Linked DNA regions of Hordeum vulgare: region 1 is linked to region 2. The links are chromatin contacts, called in public Hi-C maps. All regions are on one chromosome and are shown on one strand. Each heading gives the region's core, a stretch centred on a gene start, on an enhancer-like site or on the middle of the called end of the contact. The rest is flanking DNA. Distances are from core to core; before and after follow the strand shown. Region 1 holds the start of LOC123412286. Region 2 has its middle 23 kb from the start of LOC123408602.

The links. A called contact is a pair of places that touch in the nucleus more often than the background predicts.
Region 1: a Hi-C map of seedling shows a contact between it and region 2, with 3 times the contacts expected there. The contact joins the promoter of LOC123412286 here to the enhancer-like site in region 2. A contact is called at or near these places in 1 of 6 Hi-C or Micro-C datasets (seedling) and 1 of 1 datasets of contacts at active chromatin or transcription factors (embryo).

The regions. Positions count from the first base shown.
Region 1 is chr7H:191,988,192-191,992,340 of MorexV3_pseudomolecules_assembly, reverse strand. It overlaps LOC123412286, which reads left to right and starts at 1,792. Exons shown (of 2, transcript XM_045105237.1): 1 at 1,792-2,706. The coding sequence starts at 1,948.
Region 2 is chr7H:191,661,564-191,666,277 of MorexV3_pseudomolecules_assembly, reverse strand. No RefSeq gene overlaps it. Among protein-coding and RNA genes, the nearest start is that of LOC123408602, 23 kb to the left of the region's middle. Within about 2 kb of position 1,992, at least 3 of the 3 cell types and tissues checked have open chromatin away from gene starts, as enhancers often do. A contact at or near this core is called in seedling, where this site is marked.

The DNA of each region.
Region 1 (4,149 bases), core at 543-3,042, 330 kb before region 2:
CTGTGTAGGAGGTCGTTAATCTGAATTCAGATATTAACATGACATAACTTGGATGTGGATGACTTTGTAAACCCATCATAAGTTCCTATAACTAGGGCTAAGCCTTTGTATGCCCATTGAACCCCTTCCATCACCTTTTCATAGTCATCGAGGAAAGGAAACCGCATTGTGTAAAGGTTCTAATCCACATACTTGATCTTCACCTCTTGGGCTACATCCCTTGACAATCACATGTTCTTGTAAAACCAAAACTTACTATTTCCTGTCCGTGTGCATCCAGGCTATAATCATCCAACGGGTTGCCTTCATATGTGATGACCCCTTGTTCTCGAACACAACATCCTCCAAATAATCTTTATCGAGGCATAATCCCTCACCATTGCTTATAGATAACTTTGTTTTCGTAGACGTGGCCTTAAAAGTCTCCACTTCCATGAAACCCTAGCCCGAGAGTAGGGATGAAAATACTAACTCCCGATCGCCAAGAAAACCGAAACCAAGGTCGGGCGACGATGCACGATCGCCCCTTCTCTAATTGTGCGAGGACCAAGGAGAAAAGGGCAGGGCAGGGAAGGGAAAACTCAACACTAGTGGGGGTGACGAGTAAACGTGAGAATGGTTATTAAAAAACCGGGTGTAACGGTTCGGTTCTTACTTTGGGTTTGATTGGTTCAGGTTTTATTGGGCTAAGATTTTTTTAGTTTGGTTTTGGTTTGGGTATGTGGAGAAACCAGTTTGGGTATAGTTGGTTATGGGTTTAAACGGTTTGGTTATTAGCGGTTATAAACTATGGGTCCAAAGCGGTTTCTAGGCATTGGTTATATGCAATAATCAACTACGACGAAGAATGAGTATCTTTGATCCGCGTGCATGCTGTAATGCACTATGTAATTATGTATTATGGGGAAACATCAGATGAAAATCGGAAGTGTTTTCTTGTGCTTTCGCTAAGCAATTTGGTTTTAATACACTTGTTAGTGAGCTTATTAGCCATGGGCATGTTCTTTTTGCCTCTTACTGTGTGTTGACTGTATCTCAAGGATTATTTTGTTTCTAAACTGTTGTAGATGCACTTATGCCTTTTCTATCTTATTTGTTTCTTAACATGTCAATTTGTGCAATCATGTGTATATTAAAGCAAACTCATGGTTATGTACTGGGTTTAAACTCATGGTTATGTTTTGGGTTTAAATTGGTTTGTGTGGAAAAAATAATGGGTTTGGTTTTGATTGGGCTAAAAATGACACTAAATAGGTATGGTTCAAGTATGGTTTTGAAAGATAAATGAATGTGTATGGTTTAAATATGGTTCAAGTATGAAATCATTCTCAGAGGTTTAGCGACCAGAGGGCAGAAACCCTAGGTGGAAGTGGAAGGGAATCAACATTCTCTTCCAAGTTTGTGCAGCCCTACAGAAAAAGTTGGGGTTGTTTACGGAGAGTAGATGAGAGCGAAATGCATCCACATCCGGATCCGGCCTGCCCTAATAAACTCGGATGCCTTTTCGCTGTGGCCCACCTGGCATTAAACAAGCAGGCACTATACAAGGCAGAGTACGAACACGCATTCCTCCGCTCCCCACCAATCGTGTCCAGAGACAATTCCCTTACAAAGAACTACGCCCGTGGGACGGGCCCACGCAACAGGGAGATGATTTCGCGAACGCAAAGCTCATGCCGACTCGCCCGGCCTCGACTTGACCCACCCGCAAGCCAAATACGTGGGGCCCAGGGACCGGTGAGGCGGGGGCTCTAGGCGGCGGCCACTGCTGTCCGTCTCCACCTCGCCCAACTCGCGTCCGCCTCCGTCTCCGCATCCACTTATAAAAGCCACCCGCCCTCCGGGCGCCTCCTTCTTTTCCTGTAGTTCTACCAGAGAAAAGAAATCACACCTCCCATCCATCTCAGGACGGCGGCGTGCGCGGGTTCGTCTCCGGAGGCTTTCCCCATGGCGGAGGAGTACGACGAGCAGGGCATGGCCATCGCGGCCGCCGAGATACTTCTCAGCCTCCGGACAAGGAAGCTGGCGCGGTGGCCGGAGTGGGTTCCGCGGCCATCCAACGAACTCACCGCGGCGGCGACGGATCTACAGCGGCCGGAGGAGGCGGAGGATGAGCTGCCGCCGATTCCGGAGAGATGGCCGAAGCGGCCGCGGCTGCCGCCGCGCGCGGTGGCGAAAGGAACCGCGTGGCTGCTGACGTTGAAGAGCACCTCTGCGCGGCTGGGGCAGCCCGTTCTCGCCAGATCCGGCGCGTGTTCCAGCGGGGAGGAGAGGGCGCGGTCGCACCCGCGCGTCACGAAGGCGAAGCGCGAGCCTTTGGCGGCGCGGGCGCCGGAGACGCCGCCGTACTACGTCTCGGCCACCGGATCCGGCCCTTCCACGAGCGGGCTGGACCAGGCGCGGTCGCGGCGGCGGCCGCGCGTGAGCGAGAAGGCGCAGGCGACGGCGACCGCGTGGACGGACGGCGCCATGGAGGCATCGAGCCCGGAGACGCCCTTCGACTATGCCAACGCCGTTGGATCAGGGGCGTCCTCGAGCGGGGACGACGTGGCGCGGTCGACGGCGAAGCGCAAGGCGCAGGGGTCAGGAGGATCCGGAGGGCCGTTGAGCGGCGACGAGGGGTGCAGCTCGCCTGCGAAGCGCGCGCGGCCGGACGTCGCCGGCGCCGGCGCTGCCCAACCTGCGGCAGCCGCGGTTAAAGTTGAGGTGAGTTTTTCCCCCTCCTTAATCACCTTATCGTTGTCTCATTCTTTGCGGTTTATTCGTCTCGCTTTAATTTGGACTCTGGATATCTTCCTTGCATGCCAATCTTGTTGAAGGTGCGTGAATTGCAGAAGTATTTCCCCTCTCGGTTTTGCGTGACTCTTGTCTAGTTCCTTATCAATCTATCGAAGAAGTTGCTTTGGTGTGATTTTTTTTTGTTCGTCCCATCGTCGATGTGGTGTGGCGATGTGTTGTTAGTTTGAATCTGGGGAGTTATTGTGATTCTAATGAGCTGGTTAGAATATGGAGTTCTCGTGTCGTACTCCGGCGCCAGCGGTTCGCTGGAGAAGATAAATCTTTCTCTCACAACCGGACTCCAGCCTCCGGGGTCGTTTTCGTGACCGTATGGCGGCAGTTGGCGCCGTGTGTAGTGTAGCTGTATGGCCGTGTTAGTGCCGATGGCCGACGAGGCAGGGTAGTTTTTTTTGTTCCGTTATACGCCGCATTTATCGCTTTTATTTATTCCTCGCTCCATCCAATCAATAAGCAGTCCATAGGGAGAAAAATAAGGAATCAACACACTTGTAATTTCGTTATGTTTTCGTATGGCAAAAGAAATTCTTGCGGGCTTTTGAATGAGAAAGTAGTAAAATTTCGTTTCCTTTGACTTGCCTAGACTTTCTTGCGGTCCGGTGCTGTTTCCCGTGCGGCCGCGTGGGTCTGGCCAGTTTTAATGGACCTGTTCCCACGGTGTTCGATTGCTGGTTTGACCCTGGTGTCGTTGATTTTCTTTTTTTTTTCGTTATTTTTTGTGGCGGAAAATACGGCCAACAGAAATAACTGCGGTAATAATTTCAGTGGAAGTTAATACAAAGATTGAAATTTGGTTGATTTTTTTGGAGGAGCAGAAACTTTTTCGTGTCTCTCGGTTGTTGTAAAGTGGTGCGTGTGCCTTCACGTGTCAGTCCGGGATGTGGGTCCCTAGGGCGACCGACGTGCACCGGGGTGGGGTGCAGCCCATCGGTCGGCAACGTGGTCATTAGATGCCGCAGTGACCACTCCTAGTCCGGTATGGGCTCGTGAGTCATGTCACCGGACCAGGCCCACCAGGGCTGCGACTTCTTTCATTCAAAACGAATTACTCAAGATCAAACTCTACAACTAACTAGTTGTAACTAATACCCCTAAAAAAAAACTTGTTGTAACTAATACTAATAATCTAAAATAAAAACTAGTTATATAAGTATGTTGGGTTTGTTGCCAGTAGCAGCTGTCTCGATTCCTTGAATAAATCGCTTTGCATTGCATCTATGCAAGTACGGAGTACCACTATTTTATCCCGCTACGATCTCTCGACAGTGATTCCACGTGATTCGCTAGCCCTTGCATCTTACTGAGTTCCGTCTAGTTGTTGCCATCCTGTATTTGATTGATTAAGCCAGTGTA
Region 2 (4,714 bases), core at 743-3,242:
CAAGCTCCTACGGCGCCGAATAGGGAATGCCCGAATACTCACAATAGGCGGTAAAACAAATCTTATTAGTTTATATTGTTGATTAGGAATAGCTAAAAGAGTAGCAAAGCCTAGGTACGTTGATTAATTATATGATGGCAGGTCTCAGCGTGGAGGCTAAGAAAAGACGTAGGGTTTGAGAAACAACGAGAACTAGAGATCCTCTTAGACCCCTCACCTTCGGCTGCCATCTTAGCGCTGAGAGACGCGGGGACCTTGGACCTGGGAGTTATGTGATTTTCATCAGCATCTTTATAGGCTTTTGCGAATAAAATTTCTGTCTCTACTAAGGTATTGTTATAAGAGAGATTTGTGTCATCCGTTTAATCAAATATAATAAGTTTACGTTGGTGTGTCGTATCGCTTTTGTTGATTTAACTCTGCAACGTTGAAAGTTAGTTTGACGCCACATTGAAGATATTGTGATTTGGTGACATACACTCCGAGGAAATATCCTCGGACTAAGTAAGTACTTATATCGATCTTGGATTCCCATCTATTTGGATGGGCGACTCTTGGATTTTTATGGAACCTTTATTGTTGATTAAGTTCGTGCGGTGGAGGGATGACTATGTCGCAGCTCGAATCCAATTGTATTCTCTTTACTTAAGTCTCATAAGTATTATTCTTGCAAAGATTGATGCCACTAAGAAGACGTCTTCAAGAACCTTTTTATTGTAATTCCAAGATGTAAGTGTTATTACTTAAGTCTTATAATTTTTTGGATCCTGGATCAAAAGCATTGTACCTGTAATAGTACAAGTACGAATAAGCTAAAATGTGCATCTAAAAAAAGGCTAAAGGAATAGCAGTTTTGTGTATGTGTCCGCTAGAAATTAAAGTCTTATGTGTTCAATTTATGTGGCAATTATGAAAAAACTATAACTTGTGATATTGTGGTGCTTTTGGTCTTTTTTGTTTCTTTTTATCTTGCATTTTCCCCAATTATTTTATATTTTCACTATAAAAAACACGACCTTTAAAAAATTGTACGAGCACTTTTAAAAATTACATTAACATTTTTAAAATGTTCGAAACCTTTTGAGCTACATTATCCTTTTTGGAAATAAACATTTTTAAAATGCACGTTGAATAATATTTTAACTTGGGAGAACTTATATCAAGAAAATACATTTTATATAAACATCATAAGTTGTTTTTTAACACAGTACGATTTTCTTCTAGTTACACTATGATTATAATTGAAGTACAAGAAGAACATCTTTAAATATAATATGGACGTTCTTTAATAGGGGCAAATATACTTTTAGAGTACACCGAACCATTTTGAAAACTGAAGAAATCTGAAAAAAGAGCAATGAAGATTTTTGAATAGATGATCAACTTGTTTTATTACATGACGAACATTTTTTAGACAGGCGATGAATGATTTGTTTATAATATATGATGAATATTTATTATATGCGTGATGAACATTTTCGTGAACTACACGTTGGACTTTTTTGAAAACGCGATGAAAAGTTTGTATTACATGATGAAGATTTTTGTAAACTACATGTTGGAATTTTTAAATGCATGATGAATATTTTATATTATATGATGAGTTTTTTTTAAAGTGCAAGATTTCCATTTTTGAACACGAGATAACACCTTGTAAATATATGATTAACATTTGTTAATGCACGATGACCTTTATTTAGAACAGAAATAAATATTATTAGAATAAAATTCAGTCGCTGGTCTAACTTTATTTAGTACACAATAAATATTATTAGAATGTGATATTATTAGAATAAAATAAGAATATAGCAGAATCCTCCTAGAATAAAAGGGCACAACGCCTGGAAAAGAAATAAAAACCGGTTTGTTGGACCAGCTCTCTTATAGCCGGTTAGGAGTATTCTGTTTCAAGGGCGCAACATAGTCTCACCTGACGCGAGGTGAGATGCTCAAATAAAAAAAAACCCGACGCAAGGTGGAAAAAACCCGGACCTCCTATGTGACGCTCGCTGCGTCCAACAGCAGCGAGCCGCACAGGGGCGAACGAACCCGGACAGGCCCATTAACCTGTATCGTGTAGCCGTGTCCAATGGTGATCCGGGTCGACCCGTTAACAAGTTCCAGCGCTTGCGGTTTTGGGAATTTTCTAGATTTTCCTATCTAGTTTTTCAGGTTTTGGGATTGTTCTAAAAGGTTCTTTGAACCGGTTTCTCCATTTCTTTTTGGTTTCGGAATTTTACTTTACTTTTTTTCATGTTTCGGAACATTTTCTAAATTATGGAAAAAAAATCAATTTCTAGAATATTTTTTGAAATTCTGAAACATTTTTTAATATTTCATAACATTTCTTCAAATTCCGTAATAGTTTTCCAAATTCTGGAATATTTTTTCAAATTCCGTAATAGTTTTTCAAATTCCGTAATAGTTTTTCAAATTCCGTAATAGTTTTTCTAATTCCGTAATAGTTTTCCAAATTCCGTAATATTTCATAACTTTGTTTAAATTATGGAACATTTTTTCAAATTCTTAAAGTTTTTTAAATTTCCAGGTCATTTTCGAAATTTCCGGAACATTTTTTTAAAATTCCGGAACATTTTCTTAAATTGCAGAACATTTTTTCAAATTCCGTAATAGTTTTTCAAATTCTGGAACACTTTTTCAAATTCTGTAACATTATATCAAATTCCAGATTTTTTTTAAAACTCCAGAACATTTCTTAGAAATTCAGAAGTTTTTTTCAAAATCTAGAGCATTTTTGAAACAGAAACAGAAAAGAATAAAAAAATAAAACAAAAAAAACGGCTTAGGAAACCTTCTAGAAGTTTCCTAAAACCGGGAAAAACCGACTAGAAACCTCAAGGTTCCAAAACCGGGATCAGTGAAAGCGTTAACAGACCGGCCCAAACCCCCATCGTTCGCTAGCAGCTCCTGTGTGAAGCATCAACAATCTGCCGCAAAATGCAGCAGATAGGATTTTTCGAAAGAAACCCGAGAGCAACTAATTGAGAAGTACTCTCTCATAAGCCTTCCAGCGATCACTCCCACGCGTGATCAGTTGGGGCATTCTCAGCCGACACCACGTGTCGTATTTTGAGCGTTTTCTTCGCGGTTTATTTCGAACGTGTTTTCGGTTTTTTAGATTATTTTTGTTCTTTTTTTCGTGTTTTCGGTTTTTTAGATTATTTTTGTTCTTTTTTTGGTGTTTCGGTTTTATACCGGTCTTTCCTAGTTTTTTGACCTTTTTTAAGTTCTTATGTTGCATGCTAAAAAATGTTTTTTGAACTGGGAGGTACGATTTTGCTTCCGCGAGAAGCATAATTTCTCTTTCGCGAGAGCCATGGCCGTGCCTCTTGAAAAAAAAATGTTTCTGTTTTTTCTTTCACGAGAGGCACAGGTTTGCTTCCGCGAGAGTCACGTTCTTGCCTTCACGAGAGGCACGATTGAGCCTCCCAGAAAAGAAAAAAAAACACGTTTTTCTGGGGTTTTCTTCGTAAGAGGCACGATTTTAATTACGCGAGAAGCACGATTTTACCCCGCGAAAGGCACAACCGTTCCTCTGGAAAAGAAAAATAAATGTTTTTTTATGAGAGGCACGGTTTTTTTTTCCGTGAGAGACACGTTTTTGCTTCCGCGAGTGCCATGATTTTGCCATCCCAAGAGGCACGAAAAAATGCATGTTTTTTTCATCCGTTTTTTTCGTAAAAAAAGTTTATCGAAATCTATCAACATGGGATCTAGCTTTGAAGATCACGATGCGAGAAACCGAACTGTGAAAAAGGTTCAAGAGTTAGATGCACGATTTAGGATATAAAATATTTTAAAAATACGAATCTATGAAAAAAGAAAAAACTCTCAGGTTACGACAAATGATACGTATGTAGTACGTCACGTGTCACTACGTGGAAAGATGAGAGTGATCTTTAAAAGGTGTATTGCTCAATTAGTGAATTAGAAAAACCATCCTCACACAACGCGGTGTTTAGAGGCCAGGTGTGCCGTAAGAGCATCTCCAACAGGCGCCAAACGCGCCGCACGCAAAAAACTGGTTTGCCGCGCGCCCATCGCCTGGATTGGCGCGGCGCGCAGTGCTGGCTTCAGCAGCTGCGCTAAAATGCAGCGCGCGCGCTCACAACATTTTTTTATTTTAGATAAATCGGAAGCATAGATAAATAAAAACTAGATAGATTGCATAAATAAAAAATGATACAAAGGTATTTTACATCGGTGCAACTAGATAGATAGTTCGAAAGCATAGATAAAACTACGGTGCAACTAGATAGAAACTACTCCTAGTCGCTACCATCATCACCATCATCATCCTCGTCGGTGTCGTCCGAGGTTGAGAGCCATATGTCCAACCAACGATCATTGTTTTCCGTGAAGAACGACCTCCCGCCTGCTCCAACGATATCCGCCTGCGCATTCGCCAATGCCTCATGTGAATTTGGTATTCGTTCGGTATTTTGATGTGTTGTATGTTGTTTTTCCTCTAGTGGTGTTATGTGAACGTCGACTACATAACACTTCACCATTATTTGGGCCTAGAGGAAGGCATTGGGAAGTAGTAAGTAGATGATGGGTTGCTAGAGTGACAAAAGCTTAAACCCTAGTTTATGCGTTGCTTCGTAAGGGACTGATTTGGATCCACTAGTTTAATGTTATGACTAGACTTTGTCTTAATTCTTCTTTCGTAGTTGCGGATGCTTGCGAGAGT